Linked DNA regions of Mus musculus: regions 2, 3, 4 and 5 are each linked to region 1. Evidence: chromatin contacts called from public HiChIP or PLAC-seq data. All regions are on one chromosome and are shown on one strand. The core of a region is the stretch at or near the end of the contact, and the rest is flanking DNA. Distances in the headings are between cores, read along the strand shown.

The links. HiChIP or PLAC-seq counts read pairs in DNA pulled down with a chosen protein or histone mark.
Region 2: an H3K27ac HiChIP or PLAC-seq map of microglia shows a contact between it and region 1, with 6 times the contacts expected there. The contact joins two enhancer-like sites. A contact is called at or near these places in 4 of 115 datasets of contacts at active chromatin or transcription factors (embryonic stem cells, large pre-B cells and microglia).
Region 3: an H3K4me3 HiChIP or PLAC-seq map of bone marrow-derived macrophages shows a contact between it and region 1, with 4 times the contacts expected there. The contact joins two enhancer-like sites. A contact is called at or near these places in 3 of 115 datasets of contacts at active chromatin or transcription factors (bone marrow-derived macrophages, embryonic stem cells and large pre-B cells).
Region 4: a contact with region 1 is called in an H3K4me3 HiChIP or PLAC-seq map of bone marrow-derived macrophages, with 7 times the contacts expected there. The contact joins the promoter of Sulf2 here to the enhancer-like site in region 1. A contact is called at or near these places in 7 of 115 datasets of contacts at active chromatin or transcription factors (bone marrow-derived macrophages, embryonic hindbrain, embryonic midbrain and 3 more) and 2 of 9 other capture datasets (adipose tissue and liver).
Region 5: a contact with region 1 is called in an H3K4me3 HiChIP or PLAC-seq map of bone marrow-derived macrophages, with 5 times the contacts expected there. The contact joins two enhancer-like sites. A contact is called at or near these places in 3 of 115 datasets of contacts at active chromatin or transcription factors (bone marrow-derived macrophages and embryonic stem cells).

What each region holds. Positions count from the first base shown.
Region 1 is chr2:166,729,137-166,731,896 of GRCm38.p6, forward strand. No RefSeq gene overlaps it. Among named protein-coding and RNA genes, the nearest start is that of Prex1, 17 kb to the left of the region's middle. Within about 2 kb of position 1,340, at least 136 of the 459 cell types and tissues checked have an H3K27ac peak or open chromatin away from gene starts, as enhancers often do. A contact at or near this core is called in adipose tissue, bone marrow-derived macrophages, embryonic stem cells and 3 more, where this site is marked.
Region 2 is chr2:165,953,695-165,956,454 of GRCm38.p6, forward strand. No RefSeq gene overlaps it. Among named protein-coding and RNA genes, the nearest start is that of Platr29, 27 kb to the right of the region's middle. Within about 2 kb of position 1,332, at least 133 of the 459 cell types and tissues checked have an H3K27ac peak or open chromatin away from gene starts, as enhancers often do. A contact at or near this core is called in microglia, where this site is marked.
Region 3 is chr2:166,019,905-166,022,664 of GRCm38.p6, forward strand. The region is part of intron 1 of Ncoa3 (nuclear receptor coactivator 3); the gene reads left to right. Among named protein-coding and RNA genes, the nearest start is that of Ncoa3, 29 kb to the left of the region's middle. RefSeq lists an enhancer at 1-2,760. Within about 2 kb of position 1,332, at least 148 of the 459 cell types and tissues checked have an H3K27ac peak or open chromatin away from gene starts, as enhancers often do. A contact at or near this core is called in bone marrow-derived macrophages and embryonic stem cells, where this site is marked.
Region 4 is chr2:166,154,340-166,157,099 of GRCm38.p6, forward strand. It overlaps Sulf2 (sulfatase 2), which reads right to left and starts at 1,344. Exons shown (of 21, transcript NM_028072.5): 1 at 1,164-1,344.
Region 5 is chr2:166,179,846-166,182,605 of GRCm38.p6, forward strand. It overlaps Gm30320 (a long non-coding RNA gene), which reads left to right. Exons shown (of 4, transcript XR_866951.1): 4 at 2,533-2,760. Among named protein-coding and RNA genes, the nearest start is that of Gm30536, 13 kb to the right of the region's middle. Within about 2 kb of position 1,411, at least 169 of the 459 cell types and tissues checked have an H3K27ac peak or open chromatin away from gene starts, as enhancers often do. A contact at or near this core is called in bone marrow-derived macrophages, where this site is marked.

The DNA.
Region 1 (2,760 bases), core at 90-2,589:
CCCCAGACAATTCTTATTTCATGGCTCTGCAGTCCCTGCTCCACAACTTAGCTCTGTTGTGTCAAGGACGATTGGAAATGAATGAGCATGGCAGGTTTCCAATAAAGCTTTATTCACAAAAACAATGTCCCAGCTGTGGTTGCTAAGTTGTAAGCAGAGCAGAGGGAGGGAGAGAGGGAGGGAGGGAAAGAGGGAGGGAGAGGGAGGGAGAGAGAGAGATCTCCCTCTCTTTAAATCTTTATGGAGACCACCTTTTTCTGGTCTTGGCTCCTAGTAAACTTTTTTTTTTCTTACTTACACAGGGAATAACTACACAGAACCCAACACACTTTAATCCATCATTGAATGAATGAATGAATGAGTGAGTGAGTGAGAGAGAGAGTGAGTGAATGGCTCTCATTTAGAAGTGGTTCCAGTGAACATCCTAGCAGGTAACCTGGGCATAACCAGAACAACAAGTCTCCATGCTCCGTGGAGACTACCCACTCTCCCCCCCCCAATCACCCCCCCAGACATCAACAGAAGGCTTTGCTTTCCAAATCCCCCCACCTAGTGAAGAAGGACAGCCACAGGGGGGCTGAGTTCTCTGAAGCAGACTGCTGCGAGTGATGAATCCATCCCTGACTCCTGGCCTTTTCATTTGTCCCAGCAGAAATGAGAATGAGTCACAGCTCTTGCTGCGAGCATTTTTTTGTTTTTTTTACTACATCCTTGTGTGTGTATATATCTCCTGCCTGTGAACCGGGAGGTCCGGGTGCTGCTGGTGCGGGGCTAATGACTTCAGCTGCAACTACAAAAGCTGTCAAGTCTTGCTAACCAGACTTCCTTCCCTATGCCATCAGCATCCAATAAATAAAGAAGGAGAGGGAGATTTTGTGTCTGGCAGAGGATGTGGGGCTATACAGCGACTCAAGCAGCCATGTTACGCTTTCCTATCCACAATTTCCTTCCCTCCAACGCCTGCCACTGGTCCCCTCCCTCCAGAAAGTCCTTCATTAATCTGATCCTGAAGCCCAGCTCAGAAACTGCTACGACCTGTGAGTCAGCTCTCCCCTCTGTGGACCACACAGTGCCCTGGTGTGTGCTGCTGGAGTTCTCTGCAGACACAATCCAAGCTGACTCCTTTCCGTCAACTCCTCGCTCGCTTCTCTTTGAGGAGCAGCAGGAGAAACGTGAGGTCATTTCCACGTGGCCGTGTTTTCGCTCTCCAGCCTGATGTGGCAGACACAGCTGACTTGGAAATTGTGAAATCAGAAGTCAGATCAGCACTTGGCCTCTGGCTGGCTGTGTGACTTCATGTCTGGGGCCTGTGTTCCTGCGTGTGTAAATGGGGATGGTGATTGTCATGGTAATGGAGCAGATGTCTCCTGGGCATTTACTCCGCTGAGTAAATGCGGCAGGGGTTTCTGTCTACTGCTACATTTGAGCCCCAGCACAGAACCTGGCCTGTTCTGTGCTGAAGGGACCTGCTGACTTTGTGTGTGTCCCCCAAACGCCTTGTGCTGGAATCTTTATCCCTAGGGCCTTGACAACGTCTGTAAGAGGAGGTCGGTTCCAGAAGATCCTGTGCTCATGCAGGCACTGATGATGTTCTTGTGGGAGGGACTTAGACCACAGGCTGGATTTGTCATAAAAGTTCAATGGCCTGTGGTAGCACAGGCCTGTAATCCCAGCACACCCAGGAAGTGAAGGCAGGCGACTCTGGCGTCCAAGGTCATCCTTAGCTGCGTAAGGAGTTCAAAGCTACTTTGTCTCCAAAATACAAATAAACCAACAAATAAAAAAATAAGAGGGATGGAGAGATGGCTCAGGGATGCTGTCTGAGGTCCTGACCCAGGATCCCTGACACCGATGTGAAAAGCCAGGCGTGGCCGTGTACATTTATAACCCTAGAGTTTTGTGAGTGGAGACATGGGGGGGGGGGCCCTAGAGTTTTCTGACCAGCTCACCTGGCTGGACCAGTGAATCCCAAGTTCAAGGAGAGATGCTGTCTCAAAACATAAGGTGGTAGAGCCTGGAGGGATGGCTGTGAGGTTCAGAGCACTTGCTGATCTTGCAGAAGACCTGAGCTTAGTTCCCAGCATCCAAGTCAGGCAGGCCACACCCACCTGCAATGCCACACCCACCTGCAATGCCACACCCACCTGCAATGCCACACCCACCTGCAATGCCACACCCACCTGCAATGCCACACCCACCTGCAATGCCAGCTCCAGGGGATCCATTGCCTTCTTCTGACCTCTCTGGTTTCTACTCACATGTGACAGAAACACACACACAGTGTCTTAGTTAGGGTGTTACTGCTGTGAACAGACACCATGACCAAGGCAACTCTTATAAAGACAACATTTAATTGGGATTGGCTTACAGGTTCAGAGGTTCACTCCATTATTATCAAGATGGAAACATAGCAGCATCCAGGCAGGCATGGTGTAGGAGGAACTGAAAGGTCTACATCTTCATCTGAAAGCTGCTAGCAGAATACTCACTTCCAGGCAGCTAGCAGTAGGGTCCCACACGCACCTACTCCAAAAAGGCCACACCTACTCCAGCAAGGCCACACCTCCTAATAGTGCCACTCCCTGGGCCAGGCATATACAAACCATCACACACAGATAGACAAGGAAATAAGATGGAAGACAATGTTAACCTTAAGCCTCCACATAAACCCACACACAAACACTGACATAAGGCACATACAGCCCTCTCTTGCTCTCCTGCCCTGGGATGGCACAGCAAGGAGGTCCTCTCTAGACACCA
Region 2 (2,760 bases), core at 82-2,581, 780 kb before region 1:
CATGAGCCACCACACCTAGATACTATATGTGATGTATGATTGATTGATTGATTGATTGATTGATTTTTTGGTTTTTCGAGACCGGGTTTCTCTGTATAGCCCTGGCTGTCCTGGGCCTTACTTTGTAGACCAGGCTGGCCTGGAACTCAGAAATCCGCCTGCCTCTGCCTCCCGAGTGCTGGGATTAAAGACGTGCGCCACCACGCCCGGCCTGTGATGTATGATTTATGATTTGCATGTATATACACTGTACACACTGATACTTCACATGTGTATTTACTGCTTTATTACATATGTACATATGAACTCCATATATGATGCTTGCTATGTATAACATATCATGTGTCATATAGACAGTATTATTACTGTCCCACTTACTGATGGGAAATCTGAGGCACAAGAAGTTTAGTAACTTATTTAGAGTCACAAAGTCTGGCCAGTTAGCACAGTGCTAACTAACAGAGTCATCAAGCCACTAAATACCAGTTGACTTTGTCTTCGGGACTCCTTGGTTTTGGGAGCCATGGTTTCACCATGACAGGTTGATTGGGGAAACATCTGTTTGTCTCCCTCTGGTTTTTGTTTATTGGTTTGTTTGTTTGTTTGTTTGTTTTCCGAGACAGGGTTTCTCTGTGTAGCCCTGGCTGTCCTAGAACTCACTCTGTAGACCAGGCTTGCCTTGAACTCAGAAATCCACCTGCCTCTGCCTCCCAAGTGCTGGGATTAAAGGCGTGCGCCACAACACCTGGCTTGTCTCCCTCTGTTATTTCCTCCTTCCTAACACAGTACAAAACCTAGAACTGATTGACTATAAGCCCAGGACTCAACAGGTAGAGGTAGGAGGAGAGAGAGAGACTTTGTGAGCTGTGTCAGCCTCTGCTACATAGCAAGTTTGAAGCCAGCCTGGGCTACATAGTGAGAACACACACATACATACAGAACTCAGAGCTCCACTTTTAGGGACTCTGGGATCGAACTCGGGTTGGGCCAGCAGGGTTGTAAATGGGCACCTTTACCACTGAGCCATTTTGCTAGACCAAATTATCAATTTTACTATGCTTTCTAGTATCAAAACCAGGATCTCTCTCCCAACCGGCAGGAGCACTGCTCAGCCTCCGAGCCTTCACGGTTTTATTTTTCCGGTAACACTGAAGGGTCCTCATAGCTGTTACGGCCTCCTCAAGTCCTCTCCGTCGGAGAAACCCTGGGGTGGGCCTCCTGGCAGTTTGTTTTCTCTTCATCGCTGACAAGCAGGATCAGATCAGGCTGAACTTCCTGTGGAAGAATTCACAGAAGAGTTATTTATGGCTACTTCATCTTCCGGCGCCGAGACAGTGACCGGGGTTAAAGTTAGAGGGGTGCGGAAGTGGAGCACGGGGAGAAGAAGGCGCGGTCGGGGCGCAGCTGCTTAGATAAGCTGTTTAGATTGCACACTGAGTGGTATATATTTAACGCTTATTCTTTCACACTTTATTAATTTATCTGCTTGTGTTTTCGCACGCACACACTACAGTGTTCATGGAGCGCTCGGAAAACGCGTGGAAGTCAGTTCTCTCCTACAGTGTGGGTCCTAGGGACTGAACTCAGCCCGCCAGGTTCAGCAGCAAGAACTTTACACACTTAGCCATCTTCCTAGCCCAGTGCCTAATATTTTAAAATCTACTGGAGAAAGAGAGAAGAAAGAAAACTGTCTTCTTCCATTTGTTTTGAGAAAAGAGTCTCCTGTAGCCTAGATTCCTCTTAAACTCCCCATTCTGAGCTGAGGAAGGCCTTCGACTCAGACCCTCTTGCCTTTGCCGCCATGCCCTGAGCATGTTCTGTGACTCAAGCCTGTAATTATACCGTGGGGAAGGCAGAGATGGGCAAATCTCTTCGAAGTCAACGGGCCCTTTGGGTGGCTCACTCCAGCTCCAGTTCCAGGACTTCTGACACCTTCTGACCTTGCACAGGAAAGCACACATGTGCACAAACGCACAGCCACACATATGTACACATATGTACAGAGGAAGGCCAGGAAACCAAAGCCTCCTTCTCGGAGCCTTCCTTGACTCTCGGGACTCTTTCTTCTAACTTTTCTTTTTCTTTCTTTCTTTCTCTCTCTCTCTCTCTCTCTCTCTCTCTCTCTCTCTCTCTCTCTCTCTCTCTCTCTCTCTCTCCCTTCCTTCCTTCCTTCCTTCCTTTCTTTCTTTTCTTTTTTTTTTTTTTATTTTTGGCTTTTCCAGACAGGGTTTCTCTGTATAGCCCTGGCTGTCCTGGAACTCACGCTGTAGACCAGGCTGGCCTCGAACTCAGAAATCCGCCTGCCTCTGCCTCCCGAGTGCTGGGATTAAAGAGAAGCTTCTGAAGGTCCTGAGTTCAAATCCCAGCAACCATATGGTGGCTCACAGCCATCCGTAGCAAGATCTGACTCCCTCTTATGTAGTGTGTGAAGACAGCTACAGTGTACTTACATAGAATAAATAAATAATTTTTTTAAAAAGTAGCTTGGGCTGCAAAGTGAGATCAAGATAAAATTCAGAGTCATAGACACACAGGAGAGAGGCCTGGGGAAGACAGAGGAAAAGCCCTGGTGGGGGTGGGGTGAGGTTGAGGAATCAATACACCCAGCATTTCTAGCAAACCCCAGAGACAGAGGTGGGCTGGAGTACCTCTCCCCAGAGAGTTCGAAGCAACCCAGTTCTGCAGAAACCTTCATTTCTGTCTTTTGTCTTCAGAACGGCAAAAGGACTCATTTCTGTGGTTTAAAGTCACCAGGTTTGA
Region 3 (2,760 bases), core at 82-2,581, 710 kb before region 1:
TTTCTTTGTATAACCCTGACTGTCCTGGAACTCACTTTGTAGATCAGGCTGTCCTCGAATTTAGAAATCCGCCTGCCTCTGGCTCCCAAGTGCTGGGATTAAAAAAGCGTGTGAGATTATAGGCCCGTTGGGAATTGACTTTAAAAACAAACAAAATACCTCTAGCCAGGATGGTGGAGTACTCATGAGGCAGAAACAGTCAGCTCTCTTTGAATTTCAGGTCCTGCTGATCTCCATAACTAGCTCAAAAAAAAAAAAAAAAGGAGTTAATTTTTTGAAATTGCGTGACATGTACAAAACCTTCAAAGATGTAAAGGAAAAAATGACTGTGATTTTAGTCTTTCACATGCAAGTTCTCACTATAGAGCCTAGGCTTGTGTCAGAGTCTCAGTTCTCTTAACTGAACCTTCCAGTGTGGGACTGCAGCCTCAGTGCTTGGCTTCAGACTGTCCAAGTAAGTGCCATGTATAAGTAGAACCTATAGAGAGAATTGAGATTATATTGTTTTATAATGTGCTGTGAACCTTTTTGACACTATACAGTATATCATGTTATGGGTAGAACTTAATTTTGTAACTTATTTTGGTAATATAGCATTGCTATCTTTTTTTTTTTTTTTTTTTGGTTTTTCGAGACAGGGTTTCTCTGCAGCCCTGGCTGTCCTGGAACTCACTCTGTAGACCAGGCTGGCCTGGAACTCAGAAATCCATTTGCCTACTGCCCTGCTCACATTGCTATCTTTTTTTTTCTTAGTGTAAAAATTCTTTTTGCTAGGTGTGGTAGCACATACTTTTAGTCCTAGCACTTTGAGGCAGAGGCTATGCAGATGACTGTGAACTTGAGGCCACTATGGTCTACATAGGCAGTTCCAGGCAGCCAGGGCTACATAGAAAGGTCCTGTCTCAAAAAATGACAACAAAACCCTGCATAGTTTCTCATTATGAGGCTCCAGTTGGCCTGCAGCCCTCCATGTATACCAGCTTGCACGTTGTGTGCACCTTCTTTCATGTCTGCCCTAGCAGTTTTGGGGGGGAAATTCCTTTCCCCACACAGTCATCTCATCAGTCAGTACTCATGGCTTTGCAAACTAATGGTAAATGGGGTGGGGTAGGAAAGAATGAACAAATAGATTATATACAGTAAAAATGGAAAAGTCGATAAGATCTTTGTATTTAGGCTGAAAAACATTAGCTGTTCTGGACACAGCTTTTCAGGAATGCTTTGGTAGCTCTGTGAGAAAATTGTGAAATTGTTCAGTATCTGGTGCTGAGGTTCTGCTGACTGTTGTGATAATAAAATGACTCCTCCCGGCTTTCAGGAAGCACTGCTGGAGGGAGCTGGGAACACAGCGTCATCAGAACACTAAGTGTAGCAAGCCGTGGTGTATGTAGACAGTCATGAGTGCACTCTGTGTCTGGGCTGAAATCTGCTTCCTTTGTGCTTCCTTCTTTAAGTGCATGCTGGAAGATAATGTCTTCCCACTCCAGTGTCCTGCCCCTGTGTGGCCCTTCTTTCTCTCCTTTAATGCAGCATATATCCCAGGGCTAGCATCCTACTGCCTGTTGTCCTGCCTCAGACTTCTCAGCCCTGAGATTACCACTGTGTTACCATTCCTGAACGAAAAACAGTAAAATGGTACTAATTGTATTGAAACATATTTTTCCAAAACAAAATGAATTCTTCCCATTTAGCAAATAAAAGATAGTTTTTGTTTTGTTTGTTTTGTTTTGTTGCCAGACCAGATAAATGGCTGTGAAGCTAATTTGTATTTTCTCTGAAAGAATAATCAGGAAGGTTGATGTAGAGACTTTTTAAAAGAAACTGTGACCCCTTGCTAGGCTGTGGGTGAGGGCGGAGGTTTTCTGCTTTAAAGATCCTTATGCTCTGGGTTGGGCCTTTTGCTGAGGATGAGGCACTTTTGTGGAAGCGTTGCCATGGTGACTGCCTTCCAAGAGCTGCCTCAAGGTCACTCATCACTCTCAGCACTGAGTACTCAGATTTTGTAGATCAAACAGCGTTAATTATTATGTCAACTTACTGGACCATTTCTAGAAAACCTAACCAGTACTTTGAATGTTGAAATTTAACCTGCCAGATTAGGAGGTTAGTGGCAAATCTATAAAGCTATAGATTATAATGCCCGATTTAAAAACAACAACTTAACTTGATTGCATTTAGAACGTCTGCCATACCTCCCTTGGTATTTATTCATTTACAAGTGTAATACAGAGTGCCTTAGTATTTATTCCTCTGGTAAATTGAGCTCTAAGTTGTAGTTTGTTTCATCTGATAATTAGATGATTGTCCCATGTTTTTCCAAAAGCAATTTCAGAGGCTTCTGTATCAGGGCATGTGCTCTTTTTGTCTCATGCTCCTGTTAATTTTTCTTCTCCTCGGTTTCTAAATTGTAATCTTTTCATTATGAACGTCATATGGTTTATAAAGCTGTTTCTTGGGGAAGGAAAACGTGGAGAGAAATGTCCCCTTACGTTGGTCTTTGCTGTGGGTTTTGTTCTGGGCAAGGAGGAATCAGCCTTGTGCTTCCGTTAGTGCTTGAAGGTGACTTTGAGATCAGAGCTGAGTGCTTCCTGTACAAAGGGAACAAATAGTAAATGCCGCTCACACACCTGACTGACTTCGGTTTTTTTTTAAGCTAATTACACTCTAACTGGTAGCTGTGCTTTCGGCATTAGACAGATTCCTTCTCACAGGGAGCTGACTCCTGTACAGTATCTAGTCAGATATTTTACACTGAGCTCT
Region 4 (2,760 bases), core at 94-2,593, 570 kb before region 1:
CTGACCTGGCGCGGGAGAAGTTTTACGATTTCATTTGTCCTCCGTTCTGCGAGTTCCTAGTCCCTGCTTGCTCGGGTCCTGCCCGGACAAGCCACACGTGGTCTGGCTTCTAGCTGGCCCTCTGGATCTAAACCTCAAGGGGTCAACCGGGCCATGCTCCTGCAGCCCGCGGGTCCACGCGCCCTTCCCCGGGAACCACCGGGGCGCGGGAAGTCCTCCCCTAGCCGCCCAGCCTTGCAGACGGGGTCAAATCGGTCAGCCCCACTGAGGCCGGCCGGTACCTAAACCTCCGGGTAACACCCTCCCTGAGCCGGGCAGCGGGGACCGGCTGGGCTCACCTGAACCGTGCTCGCCCTGGAATCTGTGATCCGGGCCCGGCCCCGCGCCCCACTCACCGCGCGGCCCCCGCGGCCTCACCGCGTCTCTGCCGCAGCCGGGCCGGGCCGCGGGGCGTAGGGGACTCTGCCTTGCCGCTGCTCCAGCCGCCTCCGCGGCATCCCGGCTTCTGCTTCGCCCCGCCCGCCCCGGCCTCCGCGCGCGCCAGGACCCAGGACCCAGCCGCCTCCCGCCCCGCCGGGGACCCGGCGATTCAGCCATCGCTCCTCACCTCCGCCGCCGCGGCCGCCCCGCGCCCCGGCCCGAAGTCCCGGCGGCTCCCGGCCTGCTGCCTGCCGAGCCGGTGGCCGGCCGCGCTCCCGCCGCCGAGCGCGCACCCTCGCGGGCCCGGGGCGCACTCACCCGCACCCGCTCCCGCTCGCCCTGGGCGCGGAGTTGAGGCTGATGTGCGCTGAGCAGGGAGCTGCCGGCGAGCCGGGACCGCGCGTGCGTGTGTGCGCGCGTGTGTGCCACTCGGACCGGGGGCGCATCTCTTAGTCCACCAGACACCGGCGCGAAGTCGCGAGGGCCATGGATCAGGCCCCCGGGCTGGCGCGCAGAGAATCCAGCCTCTTTCCGCTTTTTCGTCCTCCTCCCTCCCAGCAGCGAGGAGCCAAGTGTTCCCTGAGGCGTGCGACAGCCCCGGCCCGGCGCTGCCCCTCGTAATGACACGTTAATAAATGTTTTCTTTTATCCGCTTTCACAGGGGCTCGCCCTGGTTTGCAAACACCCGGCAGCCTTAGCTGAAAGCCCCGCGCTCGCCTCTAAACACACACGCACACACTTGCCATTGGAGACGCCGGCTCGGGCCGATCCCCAAGCTAGATCGCGGGAGGAACTGCCCACGCGCCTGGGACCTTCCCACGCGTCTCCGAAGCTCTCTGAGAAATTAAGTTGAGCTCAAGCGAAAGCAGAAGCGTTGCCCAGACATGGGCCGGGAATGGGAAAGAAAGGGGAGGCCGGTTCCCTTGGTAAAGGGAGAACTCTGACTCCAGGTGGTGCTGTCTGCGCGGTTTCTGCCGTCCCCGAAGCCACCAGAGGCTTGAGGGGGCCCTGGCTGCCAAGGGTGGGTGAAGAGCCTCACAGAGCCCACCAGTAGCTTCAGAAAGTACAGCTGATGTGCTAGGGGGTTATCGACCCTGCGGTGGAACGGGGCGGGCCTCGGATGGAAACGTAACCCCTGAAAGTCTTCCAAGATGTTCATCCATTTATAGATACTGAAATCAAGACAGAGCCGTTAAGTTATTGGCCCAAGGTCAGATAGTTGGATCAGGATCTGAACCCAAGAAGCTGAGCTCCGGAGTTGTATCTGACCCCCCAGGCTGCGCTTATTTTCAAGATCCTCCTTCCCCTGGTGGGATTTTTCTAGTTTTCTGATGGATAGCGTTTGTCAAATTCACGTAGTAAAAATAACAGGGCACCGATGGAGATGCACTAAAATCACGTCCTCGCTGTTTATCTAAAATTCAAGCGGGTTGTCTGGACTGCGTGGGGGGCTCTCGACTCCGCCCATACAGTCGTTGTACTAACCCTGAACTTGCTTTCCTAAGCCGGGGGCAAGCCCCACCTTTGGCTAGTGTAGAGTCCTGGCTGGATACAGGATGTTAGGCGTGAGTATTCGCTTTCATGAACCCCCCCCCCCACCCTCCACCCCACCCCCAGGCATTCCAGTCTCAGTGCTGCATGAGAAGGGGCTGGGCCCCTGCAGCGCTGTTCATTGGATGCTTGGGGCAGAGGGCTCCCATCCTTGAGATTCTGAGAACTTCATTAGAAAGCACAAACACACAAACAAACATCAAATGTACAGTGCTGGTGCACGCCTGCAATCCCAGCTCTTGGGAGGCAAAGGCAGGAAAATAAAAAATTCAAGGTCACCCTTATCTACACACAGGGTGATTAAGACCAGTTGGAGGTCCAGGAGACCCTATTAAAACAAAACAAAACAAAACAAAACAAAACAAAAGGAAAAAAATCTCAGAAAATAAACCAATAAAACAGATAGAAAAGCAGGTGTAATCAGTTTCAACATCCCAGACATTTAATTGAATAATTAAATTGATTAATTTATATATCCTTATAGGGTCAACTCAGACAGTATTCTCGTGGCCCACATCTGTGATGCCTGCACTGGGAAGGCTGAGGCAGGAGGATCACCCAAAGTCAAACTTTCTATATAGTGATACTGTCTCAGAAGCACACGAAGCAACAACAATGTATACACTTGATCTTTTTGTATCCTTCTCTTTTTCTGCAACAGGTAACTTTACATGCTATACCCATCCTGGCTTGGGGTTCTCCTCCCAGGAAGAACAGCAGGTTCTGTGGCCAAATGGAGAGCTTTGCACCTGGTCATCACATGAAGTGTACATTCATAGTTTTTGGAGA
Region 5 (2,760 bases), core at 161-2,660, 550 kb before region 1:
GGCCAGCTGTCAGGGATGCAGAGTGCAGAGGTCAAGAGAGGCCTGCCTGAGAAGATGTTGCCCAGAGCAACAACCTGGGGGAGGGGAGTGGGAGGGATTGGCCTAGACTCTGTCTTTGGAGGCCTGGTCAAGGCAAGAAACCAGGAGCTGAGCCATTCAGGACTGAAGTTGATACCCTTAGGGGGGCTGGTGGCTCACTTTCGGAAAATTACTTTCCTGTCTTTGGTCAAAATAGCACTGTGGGCAGCAAGTATTGTGTATAAGACAGATAATAAAAGCTCCCAGCTTATAGGATGGGTGTGTACACCCCAGCCTGCCCTGGGAGAAATCACATCACAGCAAACAGAGACCATCAGACTCTCCAAGGGATGGGCCCATCCTCCTTCCTAACACACAGAAGCAGGGCTTCTAGAAGCCATTTGCCCGTCCCAGCTGTTTTGAGTATTCCTCGCACCCGTTTTTTTATGAGTCTTTGAGAGGGGGACCTGCCTGTGTTGGCAGGTTTCAATTTCATCTCGAGTCTACTCTGCCTGGTAACAGAAGCCCCAAAGCACAGGAAAGCGACCACAGGCATCTGGAAAAGATTGACTTCTGTGTTTTTAATCACCAGAAGAAAACCCAGCCAGGGAGTTAGCCAGTTGAACTGAGAGTTTGAGGGCTAAGGCCAGCAGCAGCAAGGGAGAGAAGTCTCATGGGGCCCAGAGACAGTTTTCCCCAGAGAACTCCAGAGGCAGGCCCTGGAGGAGCAGCCAGGCTGGAAGCACAGGACAGGGCCAGTTTTGAAAGTTTGTTTGTGCCTATCCCATTCTCTTTCCTCTCTGAGTTTTTACCTTGGTGGTGGAAAAAGTGTTGTGATTTCTAAAGACAACTTCTTCCTCATCTTCCCCTGTGAACTGCCGAGCAAAGGATTAATTTAGATTTCTGCCATGCCGGGGCCTCTCTCATTAAATGAATCCCATTGTCTCGTGGAAGCCCAGGCAAGTCAGCTTAATGACGCCTCGCTCCCTCCAGTCCTGAGCAAACGTCCCGGGTGCTTTCTGGCTCTCTCTGCCATAGTTTCCTTGGCAGCTTTCCAGTTTCCATTCTGTTGCTCCATGCTCCAAACTCCTCCCCCACCGGCCCCACCCACACTATAGTCTGCACCCCTTTCTGATGCCTCGTGGGGTGTGCTTACCCCATTTCTATGGTTTCTGTTTCTACTGACAGTGTGACTGTACACAGCCAGGCTGTTTGGAGTTCTCAGAAGACATGGAGTCGGGTTCCTCGTGTCCCTGACAACAGTTCATGTTTGCTGGGATAGGATGTGTTGGTTGCAGGGAAAGGCAGACATTCTTATGCCCATAGTCGGAATAAAGGGCACACAAACACTTGTTCCTTCTAAAGGAACAAGCAAGAAAGAGTCCCAAAAAGTCCTTTCACTTCTCCATATGGGCCTGGATGAGGAAGTGGTCAGAGGCAAAGATTTCACATCCTTTAGCAGTCTGGAAGATTGAAAAGACAGAAGCTGGTCTGACATTGAACAGAAATCTCCATAAAACAATCTCTGCAGGGTGGATCTCATTGCATCTCAGACTGTGGCTGGGTGCTTCATGGACATATGACCTTCTGGGCTGAGACAGACAGAGCTCATGGAAACTTGGGCTAATTGGTTAGGATCCCCCCTTCTCTTGGACTGGTGCTCAGGCTGGAAAATGGGACCATTCTGAAGGCTTGTTGAGGGCAGAGAGTGGGCATGCCTCAGGGTGGGGATGCCGAAGGAAGGTAATGGGAGCTGGGCTGTAGATCGTGCCCTGAATATTTCTAGACACATAGGAGTGTGAAGCGGGTGTGGGCTTTGTAGCAGTCAGCTTTGGCTGTGTAACAAAGTCCCCCATCCTTCCAATGTTCATGGCTCACACAAGCCTTTGTTGCCTCCAGTTTCTAAGGGTTGGATTCGGGCACTTCCTGAATGGTTTGGGGGCTCCAGATCCATTGCGGGCTAGCAGCAGGGAGCAGCTGCAGGCCTTGAGGGTGTTCTTGTAAGTGCCATGGAAGGACAGACTCTGGGCTTGCTCACGTGGCCACTGGCCCCACATTCCCTTCCTAACCAAACATCCCCACCCCTGTACATCAAATCTGCGTTGTGTGGGAAGGGACATGGAGTCGAAGGGACAGGGATCAAGAAAGGCTGGCTGCTATCAATTTTATTTAAAAGGTCCTTAGAGGGGCTGAGGAGGCGGTTAAGCTTAAGGACTTGAGTTCCAGAGCCCACATAAGAAAGCTGGGTGTGGTGGCATGCGTGGGTAGCCCCAGTGCGGGAGGTGTGGACAGGAGGCTCGCTGGCCAACCAGTCTTGCCTAATTGGTGAGCTCCAGGCCGAAGAGAGACCTGTCTCAAAGGAGGTGGGCTGCATTTCTGTGACGGACACCTGGAAGGACAGGGAATGTGAAGAGATGAATCTGAGAGGATTGTGTCCCCATCTTGAATGTCCCCGCAAGCCTGGGTTGGTGCCATGTGACATGCGTTTGCTGTTTTTAATTTTCTTCTCTTCAGGGTAGGAGACAAAGCCTCATTAACATGATGCATTGAAGCAGGAAGCAAAGAGACGGTTAAATGACCTGAGAGGCGATGTTTGCAGCCAAACAGGGTGGCGTTGCTACCCCAGCAGTGAGGCTTGGAGAGGCCAGGAGCAGCATATGGGGACCTGGCTGAATGTCAGTAGAGAAGGGGACCTGACAGCTGCTGTTGAGCAATGGGGAGTGCTGATGCACCTACCCTGAG